Linked DNA regions of Gasterosteus aculeatus: region 1 is linked to region 2. Evidence: chromatin contacts called from public Hi-C data. All regions are on one chromosome and are shown on one strand. Each heading gives the region's core, a stretch centred on a gene start, on an enhancer-like site or on the middle of the called end of the contact. The rest is flanking DNA. Distances are from core to core; before and after follow the strand shown.

Region 1 (4,613 bases), core at 2,107-4,606, 41 kb before region 2:
ACAGAAAGCTACTAATTTGCAACCTTGACGCGCCTCTTGGTTGTGAAGCCATGAACAACATAACAAGGACATTAGTGCAATGAATTCTATTCTCATCATAGCTGTGATAAGAACACCACCACATTGCAGTGTAAAACAAAGCTCAAACAAAGGCTGTCTGTGTGTAGTCTAGCAGTTTAGCTTTGTTAGCCACGCATCTTAAAATCTGCCAGATTCTCGGTAAACGGAGCTGCTGGCGCTTTGCACATTCTCCTGTTGTGGACACCTGCGAGCGAGTGTTTACGCGCTCCCTTTATTCGATTCTTTTTTTCTGCCTGGGGAGGCTTTTCTTTACCCCGCCTCTCCATTTGTACCCATCGCCTTGACAACAGTCCTCGAGGGAGACGGAGTTATCCGATAACCCCCCTCCCACAGCCGGCACACTGCTGTACGGGAGCCTCTCTCTCGCTCTGATATGCCTGAGCAGCGCTGACAGAGAGCCCCCCTCGGGGGCTGCTGTGACATCACAGTGCTGCCTCGGAGACAGCCTGGTGGCGGCTCTCGCTCGCCTTAATTCCTCCTACGGCTCGTCTGAACACTAAGAGCTTCTAACTGCCTGTTGTGACACATCACATGGCCTGCCAACCACAGAAAGCCTCTTCCCAAGGCTCACTAACTACCCAGCAGCCCACTTACTGTTGGGCACGTGCCCGCTTCTATGAATCCTCTTATATGCTGCGTTAGTACCATGAACCACTCGTTCACTCTATGGCTTTCATAAAATGATGTCAAATCTCTGCCGCTATTCAAGTGTACGGATGGGAGACTTGCAGTATTTTGACACGACCTAATGGGAGAATCAACAATGACACGGAAAAGACATTTACTGTCGTTCCTTGCAGCCTGCTTTCCTCTTTCCTTTCCTTTTTTGTGTGCATCTAGGCATCCGTGTTGAACATGGCAATCACGTTCTGCCTGGCTTTTTAATATACAGCTCCTGTCGTTGTATTCAGGGCAGGCATCTTGTTTTCAAACATATTATTCGATTACTCCCAGGACCTCATGTTGATGACACAGTGCTGCTGTTCTCCAAAAAGCAGCACAGCGATTATTTTAATCAAAGTAAATTGCTGCTTTCCAGGCTGAAGGTAAACACAGCGAGGCTGCTTTCTGCTCATCCGTTTTTTGAAAAGGGGGACCATCAGGTATGTCCGCATGAACCAAAAAGCCCTTCAATCCTCACAATTCCAATTGTGTCAGGTATGTGAGGGCCGGCTGAATGCCAGGCTTGGTATCTCCAACGGATTCCTGCCCTGCTCCTCATCGCTTCTCTCAGCCCAAAACAATTACTGTGGTGACAAAACACACAGACTAGATGACCGAAAGCATTCACCTTTGTTAAGACAACAATAGCTCGCACTACTGCTATAAATCTAAAATGTAGGTAATGTGTACAAGACGTTGGTATTTAACCAGAGATTTATGTTTTTATTAGTGCCCTTTGTAGGGTCTTCGAGCAAGGCTTCAGATTTTCAATCTTTTTCAAACACCCACTTGAAATTAATATAATGAATGAGAATGGTATGATATAGAAAAAGAAAAAAAAAGTAAAAAATTGTACTAATACTAGTAATAAAAAAAGGCAAAAGAATCCGAGCATATATACCTGTGCATCCCTGAAATACATCTCGTACTGTTGGAGCATCTGCCTGCTGACCATGCTCCCGTGGTAGACGATGACGTTGACATAGGTCCAAGTACGGAACTCGCGCTCCCAGTTGGCAATGGTGGAGAGCGGGGCAATGATGAGGAATGGCCCTTTGATGCCCACGCGAAGGATCTCCTCCAGGAATGTGATGGACTGGATGGTCTTTCCGAGGCCCATCTCGTCGGCCAGGATGCAGTTCCGTCTGACAGGTGGAAATAACAAGGGGTTGGTAAAGAAAAAGTAGGAAAAAGAGGACAGCAGAGGAAAGAGTGTAACAAAAGGTTATGAACCCTTTGCAAACCAAGGACACCTTTGTGAAAACTCTATTATGTTCACCGGTGTGGACTTCTTACAGCATGTGTGGGGATTATTTTAAGTCAGACTATGAATCTGAATTAGATGTTATTTCTCCAGTGTTTTCATTTCTTTAAATCTTCCAAAGAAAACAAAATAAATATGAAGTGGGGTAAAAAAAAAAAAAAAAAAAGTAAAAAAGGAAGGTGGCGAAGACAAGGAAAATTCAAAAATCCCAAGATACTAAAAATCTAAAAAGAAACAATGGAGGAGAAAACGACATCATCAGCACTAATTACAGACCTGGAGAGACGAGAAACAAAATAATGGCAAATGCAACTGCCTCTGCTGCGTGGTGTAAAACCATTTATTCAGCTGTCCAGTGGGTGGGGGTATTATGTCTTGATGCTAATTGCAACGTGCATATATTCCCACTGGCCTCTTAAGAAGCTCTCTTCTCTACTGATGAATCTCTCTGCGTAGGCATACAGTCCTGCATGCTCACACATGAAGCCAATTCCCAGGATTAATGCAGGCACACACACACACACACTTCACACTCCAGATGCAATGTGCAGCACTTCTTTTGCAGTTGTGTGCGAAGAAAAGCAACTGCTGTTGCAGCAGGAAATCTGACGCTCCTTCCAGGACCGACCAATGAATGTGAATACAGCCAAGTCACACCATGGCCAACAAACAGGAGAGGGATTATTCAGCATCCAGTCAGAAGCAGGTAATTGCCAAAAGTGAATTTGCCTTTTTACAACTTGTTAACAACTATGTCGGATACAGCTTGATTGAGCACTAATTGAGTAGTTGCATTAAGTCCATTGATTCCACAATGTAAAACCTATTTTAAAAATATGTTGTTCACTTTGAGTCATTCAACATTTGCACAATAAATAAATGGATGACAAATTACGTCAGAAATATGGTTTTCCTTCTCTCTGCAAAGTTGTTCCCTTTAATTCCAATAAATTCCTTGCAGCACTAACAGCCTGTCGGTGTGTGCAAGTACGTGAAACGGACCTGTTGTACCAGTTGAAGAGGAGCCAGTTGACCCCTTCTAGCTGGTAGTCCCTGAGGCTGTTGCCGTTCCTGTATTCCCTCGACTGTTCCCTCTTCTTCCACAGATTGGCCGGGGGCCGCTCCTGTGTGACAGGTTTTGAATGAAGAGTACAAAATCAGCATTTAAAAAAAACCAACGATTCAACATTTACCATTTAGATGTCCAATGATCGCAACGGCAGTCGAGGGGGAATCTGAGGGTCAGTGGGAGAGGTGAAGCCACAGAGCGAGTGCTGATGTTTCCTAAAGGTCAGGTGGTTCCACTGTATGTGCGTGGCCGCGAGGTACGCATCTGTATCAATACTGGTAAACAGTGTGACCTTTTCTAGTCCACAGTAAATATAACCAGAATAACGATCCTGAAGGGACTGTTGAATCAGAGCTCGTCCATTACAAATCACAAGACTAGAAATCTACTGTTCACAGCTAAAAACATTGTTTTTCCTCTTTGAGTCTTAGCTCTAATCTTAAATCATGAATGTCTTCTGAGACAAATGTGATATTTTTAATTTTACAGCTGAAACATCATTCACTGCTGTTGGAAGTTACTGGCAGCAGGTGTTTTGTGAAGTACTCATTCTGTGTGAGTGTTTTCAGCACTCATCTTCTTACCACTTCAAAATACCACCAACAAAATAAAAAGAAGAAGCATCGCAGCGGTGGTTAGTAAGTAAGAAACGCGGTGATGACTGAGGAACGCCGGTGGCCGGAGCTTACCGTCCTGCGCAAGTCTGGCTTCACTGCCTGCAGCTGCTCAAACTCCTCGATCTTGCTCTGCTCGACGTCGTCCCTCAGCTCCCAGGTGCTGTCCTCATAAGGCAAAGAGCACCACTTCACCAGGTAGTAAACCACCTCCTGCAGAAGCCAGGGGAGAATTTAGCGTTGCAAAAGAGTAGAGCGAGGCCAAGCTCTGCTTTTACAATATTAACAAAGGCTGCGAGGAAGCCCGCCAGGATGGCCTCGGGCCCTTCTGACATACAAAGGCATCGCTGGAGTGGAAAATATAATGAAAGAAAAAAAAAAAAAACGGCATAGTAAAGCAGGTGCGGCCACGTAGACACAGATAAAACACACGCGTGCCACTCATGGACAGCAAGGGAATATACTTTACCTCTCCTGTGTCTTTGTCCTCACAATACGACACCTCCAGCACTCTGTCTACCTCCACATAGTCCGGGTTAAAGGGGTCCTCCTCCATCTGAGAGGGACACAAAGAAAGACAGGAGCGGGGAAAAAAAGGGAGAGAATGAACCTAAAAGCCCACTCGCCATCTGGAATTCGAGACTACTATTGCTACTGTGAGCGAGCAGAGATTCAAATATTTGCTCACAGATGTGTCTGCCCACGTAGACAAAACACAGACAGTAAATTAAACACCGCTAAAATACATTTGTTCACGTAATAAAGACGGTGCAAACTACACAAGACGTGCACGGGGAAAAAAACGCAGCCTCACATCTGCGAAGAAGAGCGCCCTCTGCGCTTGTTTCAACTTGAAACGTTTGATCTTCTGCTGAATCCTCTTGTCCTTCACCAACTGCTGCTCGGTGGCCCACTCGCAGTG
Region 2 (4,845 bases), core at 1,746-4,245:
TTTGTAAGATGGCTGGACATAAATTCCAGGGAGTTTCTGCTTTATCACTAGTGTGCTGTGGGTCACATAGCAAGAAGTCAGATCAATGCACAGTGAGAGAAACTTTCATGAAACTTCCAAACCCAACTTCAACTGTGCACATGCGTTTAAAAAAAAAGTGCTACCAACATTTTAAAAAGACTCCAAATATGAATAGAGCACTGAGCACAATGTGAGAAAAAAACACTTACAACTCAGCCAGCAGAGAGTACTCCAAGTAAAAAGGGCCGTATGAAGCGTGTGTGCCGTTGGACGACTGGGCCGGGGTGCCCATTGACGCAGGCTTGGTAACGGGGGCTGCATTCTTAGGAATGGGCGGAAGCTGCTTTTTGCCAAAGGGCAGCCGGGCTGGGCTGGCTCTCTGCTCACTGTGTCCACTCTGATCCTCGCTGTCAGTTCTCTGCTGTTTTGTATGAGAAATATAAACAAGAATCTCAGCACATCAGATGTATAGAAAAAGAAACAAGAAGTCCAGCGGTGTGAAAAGAAGGCAGAAAAAAAAAAGTCTTTAGATTAGAAAATAATATCATTTGAGCCATTATGCAGTTACATTACATTACAGGTAATTTAGCTGACGCTTTTGGGGGAGCCAGGGTTCGGACCGCCAACCTTCCCTTCCCAGCGCACCCTCTCTACTCCACGCGCCACCGTCGACCCAGTTGATCAGTTTACAATGTGGCGTGTCCAACATCTCAGGTTACACTGCCAAAGTTGCGTTTAACTTTTACCGGTCACAATGATGCAGCCAGCGTACAGTGTCACTATTCACAGAGCAAAAAGCATCAGGAAGCCACAACAAATGCTGATGATTACAACCAGTATGCTAGGAATGTTTACAGTGGATAATTGCCATGATGCAACGTATTTAGCGTCTACATTCATTGAAGTCGGACTTGAATACCTAATGTTTGAAATGTTTCTTTGAGGCTGGAAAAGAAGAACTCCTGCTGCACTCATGCTCAGGCTGGACCTCCTACATTCTTCGCTTACATAAGCATGCTGAAATGTACCTCCCCTTCACTTTGTGGGAATTCAGTTGGGCACTACCTCGCTGTACTAAAATCGCCAGAAGTAAGGCTTGCTGGTAAAGCTATACACTGCTCAAAACAAACCGTTAACTACAGAAAGTAAACTGAAAAGGAACTATCTTTCTTAAATATCAGATGACTGATGTCTGAACACAGTTGAGGGTGCAGAGTACCAACACATCATCTTTATAAGTGCTGAGAGCTGTTGACACTGATGCATGTAGGGAACTCTGCTCAGTGGCAGAGCAAGGTCAACGGATTGGGGATTCGATTTCCCGCTGGTCCATGTCAACGTGTCCTTGGGGGCATTTAAAACCCAGAGTTGCTCTGGCAAACTGTGCCAGTGTAGAAATGGATGTTAATGGTTAGTAAGATACCTGATGCGCAGGCACCACCTCGTCATAAGATGACATGATGCGGGGAAAGAGCTTTGAGCACAAGGAAAGTGTCGTACAAGTGCAGCCCATTTACCATATAGTGTTAATTACTTGGGAGAAAAAGTCAGGTACCGTTTAATCTCCAAGTTGATCACAGATGTATGAAATTTATTGATGATGCAAAAGGAACTTTGAAGGATCTTCTGAAAACTTTAGCAAGCGTATGATCCATAAAGATAAATCCATATTAAATTGTTTAAGAATGGTGCACCCTTGCAAAACTACCATGTCAAGCTCATCATATGAACACTAAACAATATTATAGTACAATGTTTTGAACTTTACCTTACGACTTGAATTGGAAGACATGCTCCAGAAGGGGTTTAAGTTCATTACTCATCCAGAGGTTCAGAATGGTGTCCCTCTTTCTATGTAGATCCCACGACAAGAGCTGTACTGGCCATCCAAAACTGTAATGACAAAAGAAAGAAAAGACGCTTGACACAAGTGACTGTAGCTTCCGTTCAAAAGAACACAGGTCAAGTATTCAAGTATACAGTCAAGTATTTCATACGGATCTCGTGTCATCTAGCAGGTTAACACTATGGCAATACTTCATTGCAATTTCATAGTCGTTATCAATCTGTCTTATCAATAAGTGCAGATGGAAAAACAAAATGAGAAACGTTGACAATCGCTATAATGACAGGGGATGTGAGGGATTGTTTGGGATAGCTTAGCTCTGTGCTAACTTACGTTAGCTGTTTTCATGAAGGAAGCGAAGAGTTTGATTGCCATCGACGTTTGGAAAGTCAGTTGTGTAGCAAGTTGATCGCTGTAGTTTGTCGTCGGGTGGCAACACCAGAGAACAGTGTTTGAATTTCAATAAAATCTGCTATTAATATCGTGGCATTCCTGACAGGATATCGAGTTTTGTACCATTCGTCATAACGGTGCTAACGTTGCGTTAGCAAACAGTATAGACTTAACAGAACGTTAGCTTGCAGCTTAAACTCTAACCACATTCTCCCTCAAAGCCTAAAAGCAGGATGTGCACACACAGACGTTGTCACACCTGTTTTCCTTAACTAAGGTTAACAATGTATTAGTTATAGCATTAGCTTGCAATGCTACTTTTAGCGTTGCCAACACATTGTCTAACGTTATACCTTTAAGTTAAACTGTTGCGAAAGAAAAAACTATGCGATGAAACTCACCGTATTTGTCAGAGAGCTTTACAATGAGCTTTTAAGAGCGATATTAACGTGTGTCCTAGCGTATGTATCGCTGAACTGCTCAGCTGTTCGTCAGTCCTTTAAGTGTCATACCGGCTAACTAGCTAACATTGGCTAGCTAAATAATTTGACAGACAGAGAAACCAGAGTTCAATCTAACAACTGAGGGGGCGTTTCGGCGTATGGCTTCGGATTTGTATTGGTCTACAGGATAAACTTCTCACATTTCATTTGCTGGTTTCCTCGTCACGTGAGTAGGGAAAGTAGTTCGTGGAACAATGGCTTGCTGTCAATCAAACCGTGAGTACAGTTGCTGTGTTTTTCTTTTGTGGAACAAGAAAGAAAGGAAGATACGGTGATTTATTGCACAATGAAAAGGCGTTTTTAACAGAAGACATTTTTCTTATCTGACAAACCACAGGATAACCTAATTCGAGGGACTTTTAATTTAGCTATATTAAATTAAATGGAATAGTTGTAGATGATTGCTCGGGATGTCTTATATAATAATGAATATAATGTCTACTAGCGGTATCTGCACTGCTGCTCGTTGACTAGGTTAATCAAGTTGCAATGAAAAAAGTGTTATTGTTGTATTGTTATTGAAGTCTGTCGTGTCCGTTAATAGTTAATTCATTTCCCCAAAATGGTATTGACCCATTTTCTTTGCGAAAATCAACATGGCTGTTTACTCCAGGGTGGTTCATTTTAGAAATATTTCATATTTTGCTAAATTAATTGGCTAAATTCGAGGTTGAATAAACATTGTTAATAGAGCTACTGTTAAATATTTGAATGTAACGTTAGAGTCCAAAATAATACATCTATTTTCTGCTTATCCTCTTCAGGTGCCATTATTAAATGTTATTGGAGTTTTTTAACACTGAATATCAAGTGCATTTTTCTTTTTTCATAACACTTTTCCTCCGGATCATAATATCAATGTTTTTTTTTTGTGTGTCTTTTTAAACGACATTATCTGTTCAGTGTCCCCTAGAAAAAACGCTGCAGGCCCTCTGATGAATAATAAAATAATAAACACTTTTCTATTGCCTTAATTTCAATGTTTCAGTGCACCTCACAGCCATAGTCCCTTGAGGATAAGACTCAAGCCATCTGCGTCACATATTTCTTTAGTATCGACCATGCTTCATTGGCAGTTCATTCTGCTGATTGATTGATTTCCTAACAATTACCCCTAATTATTTTTCTGGGTAAGAAAAAAAAAACTAATTTAATGCATGGGTGATTACATTAATTGGGAGAAATGACATTGTCCAAGTTTCAGAGTAAATACAAATTATTGACTCCATTATTGTTATCTGATTGTGTATTGTTCCAAGTACACTTCACTGACAAAGGTAATTAGTGTCCTGCTGCTTCATTGGGGCAGCCGGCAACGCAAGGTCACCATCACTCTTTTGACATGTACAAATCAAAGATCACCTCAAAACAAATAAGTTTATGCCTGGTTTGCCTCCATCGACATTGAGATAAACTGTCTGACACAAACAAGGGGGCAAATATTCACACCATTGGTTTTGTAATGAGTTTTTTTGTCTTTGCCATTGATTCTTTATCTAATCAACTATTGTGACCTTGTTTGGTCAAACAAATACTCTAATGAATGTAATTAAAATGGGGAGATTGGATTAACTAATTGAATATGTGACCGTTATGAAACCCGTTGGAGCTGTGTTTCCTTAATACTGGAAATATTTCAGCATCTGCTATTTGGTGGGAGGTCAATTATTATACCCTTCTCGGGCATTAAGCTTTATTTTGATTAGAATATATATATAAAGCAGTAAAGGCTATATACAAAATATCAAGTTGACAGGGGCCACGGTGATGATGAGCTACAGTACTGCATGTGAATAGTATCATATCAGCATCAGATCCCTTTTTATATTTGCAATGTAGATCAATGATGTAATGGTATATTTTATTATCTGATTTTTCCTGTCTGAAAGATTTATATATATTGTTTTTTTTCCATCTGCGTGCCGTCAGCTGAAATTCAAATTTAACATGAAATATGTTCCCTGCTGTAGGTCCATTTCTTCAGAGACTTTTAGGCCGATGGACTCAAGTCTACAATTGCGTTTAAATGACAGTTAAAAATTACAATTGGCAGTCCCTGGTGAAGCCTGTCTTCACAGCATA

Evidence for each region. Hi-C and Micro-C count contacts between places; a contact is called where the count stands out from the background.
Region 1: a contact with region 2 is called in a Hi-C map of liver, with 4 times the contacts expected there. The contact joins the enhancer-like site here to the promoter of aktip in region 2. A contact is called at or near these places in 6 of 6 Hi-C or Micro-C datasets (blood and trunk muscle, liver, skeletal muscle and 2 more).

The regions. Positions count from the first base shown.
Region 1 is chr12:19,039,289-19,043,901 of fGasAcu3.hap1.1, reverse strand. chd9 (chromodomain helicase DNA binding protein 9) reads right to left here. Exons shown (of 39, transcript XM_078085550.1): 8 at 4,506-4,613; 9 at 4,161-4,247; 10 at 3,767-3,904; 11 at 3,011-3,132; 12 at 1,646-1,889. Among protein-coding and RNA genes, the nearest start is that of LOC144385351, 17 kb to the right of the region's middle. Within about 2 kb of position 3,356, at least 2 of the 9 cell types and tissues checked have open chromatin away from gene starts, as enhancers often do. A contact at or near this core is called in liver, where this site is marked.
Region 2 is chr12:18,998,077-19,002,921 of fGasAcu3.hap1.1, reverse strand. aktip (akt interacting protein) reads right to left here and starts at 2,995. Exons shown (of 11, transcript XM_040165052.2): 1 at 2,662-2,995; 2 at 2,201-2,279; 3 at 1,790-1,914; 4 at 231-442; 5 at 1-55. The coding sequence starts at 1,837.